Linked DNA regions of Sus scrofa: region 2 is linked to region 1. Evidence: chromatin contacts called from public Hi-C data. All regions are on one chromosome and are shown on one strand. Each heading gives the region's core, a stretch centred on a gene start, on an enhancer-like site or on the middle of the called end of the contact. The rest is flanking DNA. Distances are from core to core; before and after follow the strand shown.

What was found. Hi-C and Micro-C count contacts between places; a contact is called where the count stands out from the background.
Region 2: a Hi-C map of liver shows a contact between it and region 1, with 4 times the contacts expected there. The contact joins the promoter of HSPBAP1 here to the promoter of SEC22A in region 1. A contact is called at or near these places in 4 of 47 Hi-C or Micro-C datasets (heart right ventricle, liver and skeletal muscle).

Annotation. Positions count from the first base shown.
Region 1 is chr13:137,249,201-137,252,107 of Sscrofa11.1, reverse strand. SEC22A (vesicle-trafficking protein SEC22a) reads left to right here and starts at 1,410. Exons shown (of 7, transcript XM_021070245.1): 1 at 1,410-1,601.
Region 2 is chr13:137,737,748-137,740,654 of Sscrofa11.1, reverse strand. It overlaps HSPBAP1 (HSPB1-associated protein 1), which reads right to left and starts at 1,511. Exons shown (of 8, transcript XM_003132636.4): 1 at 67-1,511. The coding sequence starts at 139. It overlaps DIRC2 (disrupted in renal carcinoma protein 2), which reads left to right and starts at 1,541. Exons shown (of 9, transcript XM_013982378.2): 1 at 1,541-2,022. The coding sequence starts at 1,683.

The DNA.
Region 1 (2,907 bases), core at 161-2,660:
ACGCTGGATCCTTAACCCACTGAACGAGGTCAGGGATCAAACCTGCATCCTCATTGATACCAGTCAGATTCGTTTCCACTGCACTACAATAGGAACTCTCTGAACATTCTTATATATTCTTTTGATGAACATATGAGTACATTTCTGTTGCATATAGAGCTAGTGGTGGAATTGCTAGGTTGATCTACCCAATAATCACTGAAGTTATATAAGTAGTCCAGACATTTCTTCTGAACACCAGACACATATCCAAATCTGTCTGACATCTCCATTTATGAGCATCTCAAACTTCACATATCCAAAACTATTTGCTCCTCCTTCTATGTTCCCTGAATCAGTAAATGGCTTTTTAATTTATCTAGTTACTTATAGAGTCATCCTTAATGCTCTTCTTTTCTTTATCCTTCCCTGCAAACCAATCCATTATTAAATCTCTTGGGTTCCACCTCTAATTTATACATGTCTCAAAATTATCCAATTCTTTCTGTCTATACTGCCATCACCCTAGTTTAAGCTATGATCATCTCTGGCCTTGACTAATATAACTGCATTAGAAATGAACTTCTAGCAACCCCCTTTGCCCTCTTCCAAACTGTTCCCCATAAACAGTGTAAGTGAGCTTTTAAATATGTAAATCATATCCCACTTAACACTCTCTTGGCTGCCCATTGACCTTAGGATATGTTCCAAAATACAGTCTAAAATCTATAATGTGGCCAATAAGAGCCCGCATGGTTTGGCCTCTGCCTCAACTCGGCTCAGGTTTACACCCTACACCTCAAACATACTGACTTCCTTTCAGTTCCTGGAACACATCAAGGTCTTTCCTGCCGCAACAGCCTCAAACATAATGTTCCCCACCTGCAACACTCTTTAAGGCTCTTTCATATGCCCGGAAGCTTAAAAGGCACTTCTTCAAAGCGCTCTTCCCTGACAATCCTGATTAATCTATCACCGCTCCCACTAATTTTCCTTCGTAGAACTGATTACAATTTATAATTACGGAAAGATTTGTGCTTTAACATCTCTTGCTCCTATCACACTTTAGATTCCATCGTGTTAAGTTCACTTCTGGAACGCAATGCTTAATACCGCGCTCGGCACGTGGTACGCAGTGCTTGTTTAATAATGCATGACTGATGCAAAAGTTAGAAGGGGCCGCAGAAACAGTATCTGGCACTTCTTTGCCAAGGTTAGGTTCCTGCTCCTGTGTGGCGTTTTTATTCACTCACAGGGGGATTTCGCTGCTGTTCCTTCGGTGTTTGCTGTAGGGCCGCGTGAAAAACGAATTGCCTGCAGATACAGGTAGCAGGTGGGAGAGATCAGCCTTACTCGTGAGGGACAGCCTAATCTAAATTGAGTTTACGCTCCTTAGGCGCAGGAGCTTGAAAAGCTGCCAATCTGCCCTGGAGGGGGCGGGTCAGTGTGTCCTTGCCCCAGAACCTGATTGGCCTGGGCAAGCTCAAGGAACGAAGGCGGGGCTTGATCTCGCCGGGCGCCAGCCACGTTGCACGCGGGACTGCCCCGCGGAAAGGCCACTCCCCGGCCCCACAATGCAGTGCGGGTCGCGTCACTCGGAGCGGCGGGTCCCGGCTCGACAGGTACTGCCGTGCCCCTCCCAGTCCTTGTTTCTTCCTTCTCAGGGTCGCTCGAACCCCTGACGGCCCGCCGCCCCTTCGCTCTCCTCGTCGCCTGTCACAGCCCCGGCCCTCGCCCTCGGGAACACAGGCTTACTGACCCCCGGCGAGGACTAGGCTTGTGGAGTGTGGGCGGGAGCCAGGAGTCGTCCGAGCCGCAGAGCTTTGGAGGGTCGGGATCTCGGGACCTTCGTCCCCTGCAGCTTGAGGGATGCGTGGGCCCGCGTGGACGGCGGTTGCCCTTTGGCTGACCCGCGGGTGTATGGGGCAGCTTGGGCAGGGGGCCCGAGGAGGAGAGAAAGTCGCTATGGGCTGCCAGCTGTAGGGGGGCCGGGAGGTGGGCATTCAGAAACCCGGGGATCTTCCTGGGCTGTTTAGGTGACCCTGAGAGCTCGACATGACATTTCCTATTTCTTTTAGGCAAGGTGGAATTTGAACTCGTGGCTTACTTTCTTTACCTTTTGTGACATTGAATGAGCACTGAATCCAGAAATTTGGCCATGTTGGCTCATGGCAACTTTTAAGGCCCTGTTAATGGCACTTTGCGAAACGATGTGGCATAAAGGAGATCCGAGCAATTGCCTTGGCAGGTGGAAGAACCGAAATAGGAGGCTGAAACCCAGCCGGCGTTAATCTCTCTGCCAGTGAAAACAGCTTTGGCCTTTTCTCCTTCTTAGTTTCCTGGATCATCCACCTGGGGAAGTGGGAGAGCTTGAGAACCATTTCCTCCCATGCCTCTGCTGCAAAGGCAAAGCCCAGGGCTAAAGTGTCAGCCACCAGGCGGGAGATGTTGGGATCCCAGCTAACAGGTGGAACAGCCAATTTTTTGTTTTGTTTTGTTTTAAACTCTCTGAATCACATTTCAGGTTACTTGCATTTGCTTACTGCTAAGATATTAAAGAATGAGCCTATATTGAAAACAATATCTGCAGTTTCTGGGTTGTAGCTGAGTGTTTGAATCTGACATCTGTGACCATGCACTAACTTAAGGGACATCTGAGCATTTCCTGTGTTGAGAACCATGATGTTGGTTTATTGCTTTGTATGTGTTTGTGTGCATGAGTGAGTCTTTAAAAATCTAAGTATATTTTGTACTGATGTATGAACGGAGCCTAGGGGGTGACTGTGATCTTTCTGTCTATGTGTTGGAAGCCTGAATATGTTGAGAGGTAGGTAATCCCTCTAGGGTAGAGTTATGCATGAGTTTAAATATGTCACTTGCTAGTTTAGGGGTTGAATAAAATATTTTTCTACGTTTGAATATCCTCAG
Region 2 (2,907 bases), core at 262-2,761, 490 kb before region 1:
TGAGAGGTGCCAAGAGTCACTTGGCACAGAGTCGTACTCATGGTCTGACTTCTGTCTAGCACCCACCTTCCTCCTCTCCAGCTCCAGATACAGGGCTCGCATCAGTGATCGCTCCGGGACCTGCTGCCATGGCCAGCATTACCGGGCTCCTCCCGAACCCAAAAGTGAACTGAAGGCGGACCGGGGTCCCAGAAAGGCCAAAACCCGGGATCTGAAGCCGCAGCACAGGAAGCAGTTGTCTGGGTTGCTACCGGGCTCTTCCGGGAGCTGCACGCGCGTGAAAGTCACGTGACGGGCACTGGGCGGAGCCACGCAGGTTTGTTTTGGTTCTCAGGTGCTACAAACGCAAGCACATGGTCTCTCCTTTGTGGTGCTTTTTACCTCCCTCAGACCGCAGTCTTCTTTCAGTGTAGTCTTCCCAAGGCTGCGTTTCTCCTCGTTTTCCAGTCAAGGCCTTCCTTTTCGCCTTGAGGCTTTCCTCCTCCCAACGGTATTGGAGTTTTAGGGGATGGTGTGCTTTCTTCCTGGGGCTCGGGGCAGTGGAGTGTGGTTCTGCGCTTGCTTACTCTGCAGTCGCTCTGACTTGGATACCAGGATTGCTCAGCTTCTTTTTCCCTTCTCGTCCCACCTCTCTTGCCCTTCTGGCAATAACACGACTCCACCTGGTTTTCGTGGCTGCCGGGGAATGCGAATCTCCGGCAATTGTATTTAATTGCGTTCTCCGTGGCTCATTACCAACCCAAACAACCCAAATCGCTTGACTTCAGGTTTTCAGACACTAACCCCACAGCTGTCAGGCTTTTGTATTTAGGTATCAAAATAAACAACCAGACTCTAGAGCAGGAGATCAACAACCTCCACTCTTTTCGTTTATTCTTCACCTAGGGCGTTTGCGGGCAGAAATTTTCCCGCTTTAATCACCATATCTTTATTGCTCGCCTACTAATGCCAGCCAAAAGAGTAGAAAGAGATCTGTATCATATATATGAACGAAATTTACTAGTTTATAATGTCCTCATTGGGTATGTAAATCACAAAAAGATATCTGATCAAACTAGGCAGTATTTTTTTGTGCATAAAAAAAATGATTTTCATTGCGGCAATCCTCTGGGTCCCTACTATGCCTCAATCTTATCCTATCTCCCCCTCTAATTTTTGAAGTTATAAGCCCAACAAAAATTGGGATAAACCCAATTTAGAAGCAAACATTAGCCTAAGTGACCGGAGGTCCCTGAGTTGCTTATTAGGCACATGACGTAAACTTGGACACTTCCTCCCGCAATCCCGGCTTCCTCGCCCAACCTCAATTACAGCGTCTCCGGGGGCGCGGGGCGGGGGGGTTCTTTTTCCCCTGGCTCAGCCGCGCTCCTCCTGCCTTTCCAATCTTCCCGGTGCCTGCTCTGAGACGCCGGCTCCACTCGCTCCCTCGGCTAGATTTCCTCTCCACTACCCGGCGCGGAGACGGCCGGGGCAGCGCACCGCAGCCTTCTCCCAGCAGGTCACAGCTGCCCCGCCTCCCCGACCGGGACCGGCTTGCTCAGCGCAGGCGCACCGACGCGGCCGGGAGGCCGAGGGCGACCAAAGCAACCTCGGCCGCCGCCTCCTCCCGTAGTATCCGCGCGGGGCTGGTCGGCGGCCACCGGGACCGCGCCGGGCAGGGGCCCCGCGGGCCGCGCGTTGTAATGGGCTCGAGCTGGAGTAGCGAGGAGGAGCGGCAACCGCTTCTAGGGCCCGGCCTCGGGCCTGCGCCGGGAGCTGCTTGGAGAAGCCGGGAGGCGGCGGAGGCGCTGCCCGCGGCCGCCCCGAGTCCCGGGCGAGTGTACGGGCGCCGCTGGCTGGTGCTACTGCTCTTTTCGCTGCTGGGGTTCGCTCAGGGCCTGGTCTGGAACACCTGGGGCCCCATCCAGAACTCGGCGCGGCAGGCCTATGGTTTCTCCAGCTGGGACATCGCGCTCCTAGTGCTGTGGGGGCCCATCGGCTTCCTGCCCTGCTTCGCATTCATGTGGCTTCTGGACAAGAGAGGTGAGGGGGTTCTAGGAGTGCCGGCCAGCGCTGTCACTCCTGGGGGAGCCGCCTCCCTTGGCTTCTTCGTCGGGGTTGTGTGAGGTGATCCGGTGTTGCTGGCATCCCATTCCTGACTAAGAACCCTCTGTCCCCAAAGCGACAAATATGGGAGGGCTTCTTCTTAGGTTCTGTTTTTATCAAGGCCCATTATGCAACAGCAGGGATTAAGAGATCTCTAAATGTTCAAGTTTTTGCATATTTGAACATCACAGCATCCCGTGCACGTGCTGTGTGTGGTTTTTACATCTGACAAAAATGACCACTGCTTTGTCTTCAGAGGAATTTGAGGATGTTGAGGGCGAAAGGTCAGAAAATAGACTGATGATGCCCAGATACAAGGAAGTAATGAGTTGGCTTTGCATAGTAGATGACTCCAGCCCAGGAAGAGCTGTTGGGAAACTCAGATCTGACGCTTTGGTCTCTGGAAGATGGTGCACAGCAGCTTTAAAATGTGTATGGCTAAGCTTGCAGATTAATGAAAACTTCTTTCATAGAGAACCCTCTGGACAGACATCTCACTTAACTGCTTGCCAGTGTAATTCCGTGAGTGGAAAAAAAGGTCATAGGATTGAATGATATGAATGATATGGCACTGAATTATACCACACAGGTATGAGTAAATGATTCATGAACAGGGTGATATAGCTGCTAAAAACGGGAGGACAGTTTTAGGCGTAGAAGTATAATGTCTAAAACAAGAAGAGAAAGGAGTTCCCTTGTGGCACAGTGGGTTAAGGATCTGGTGTTGTCACTGAAGCAGCTCCGGTTGCTGCTGTGGTGAGGTTTGATCCTGGGAACTTCCATGTGCCACAGGAGTAGCCAACAAAATAAAATAAATGATAA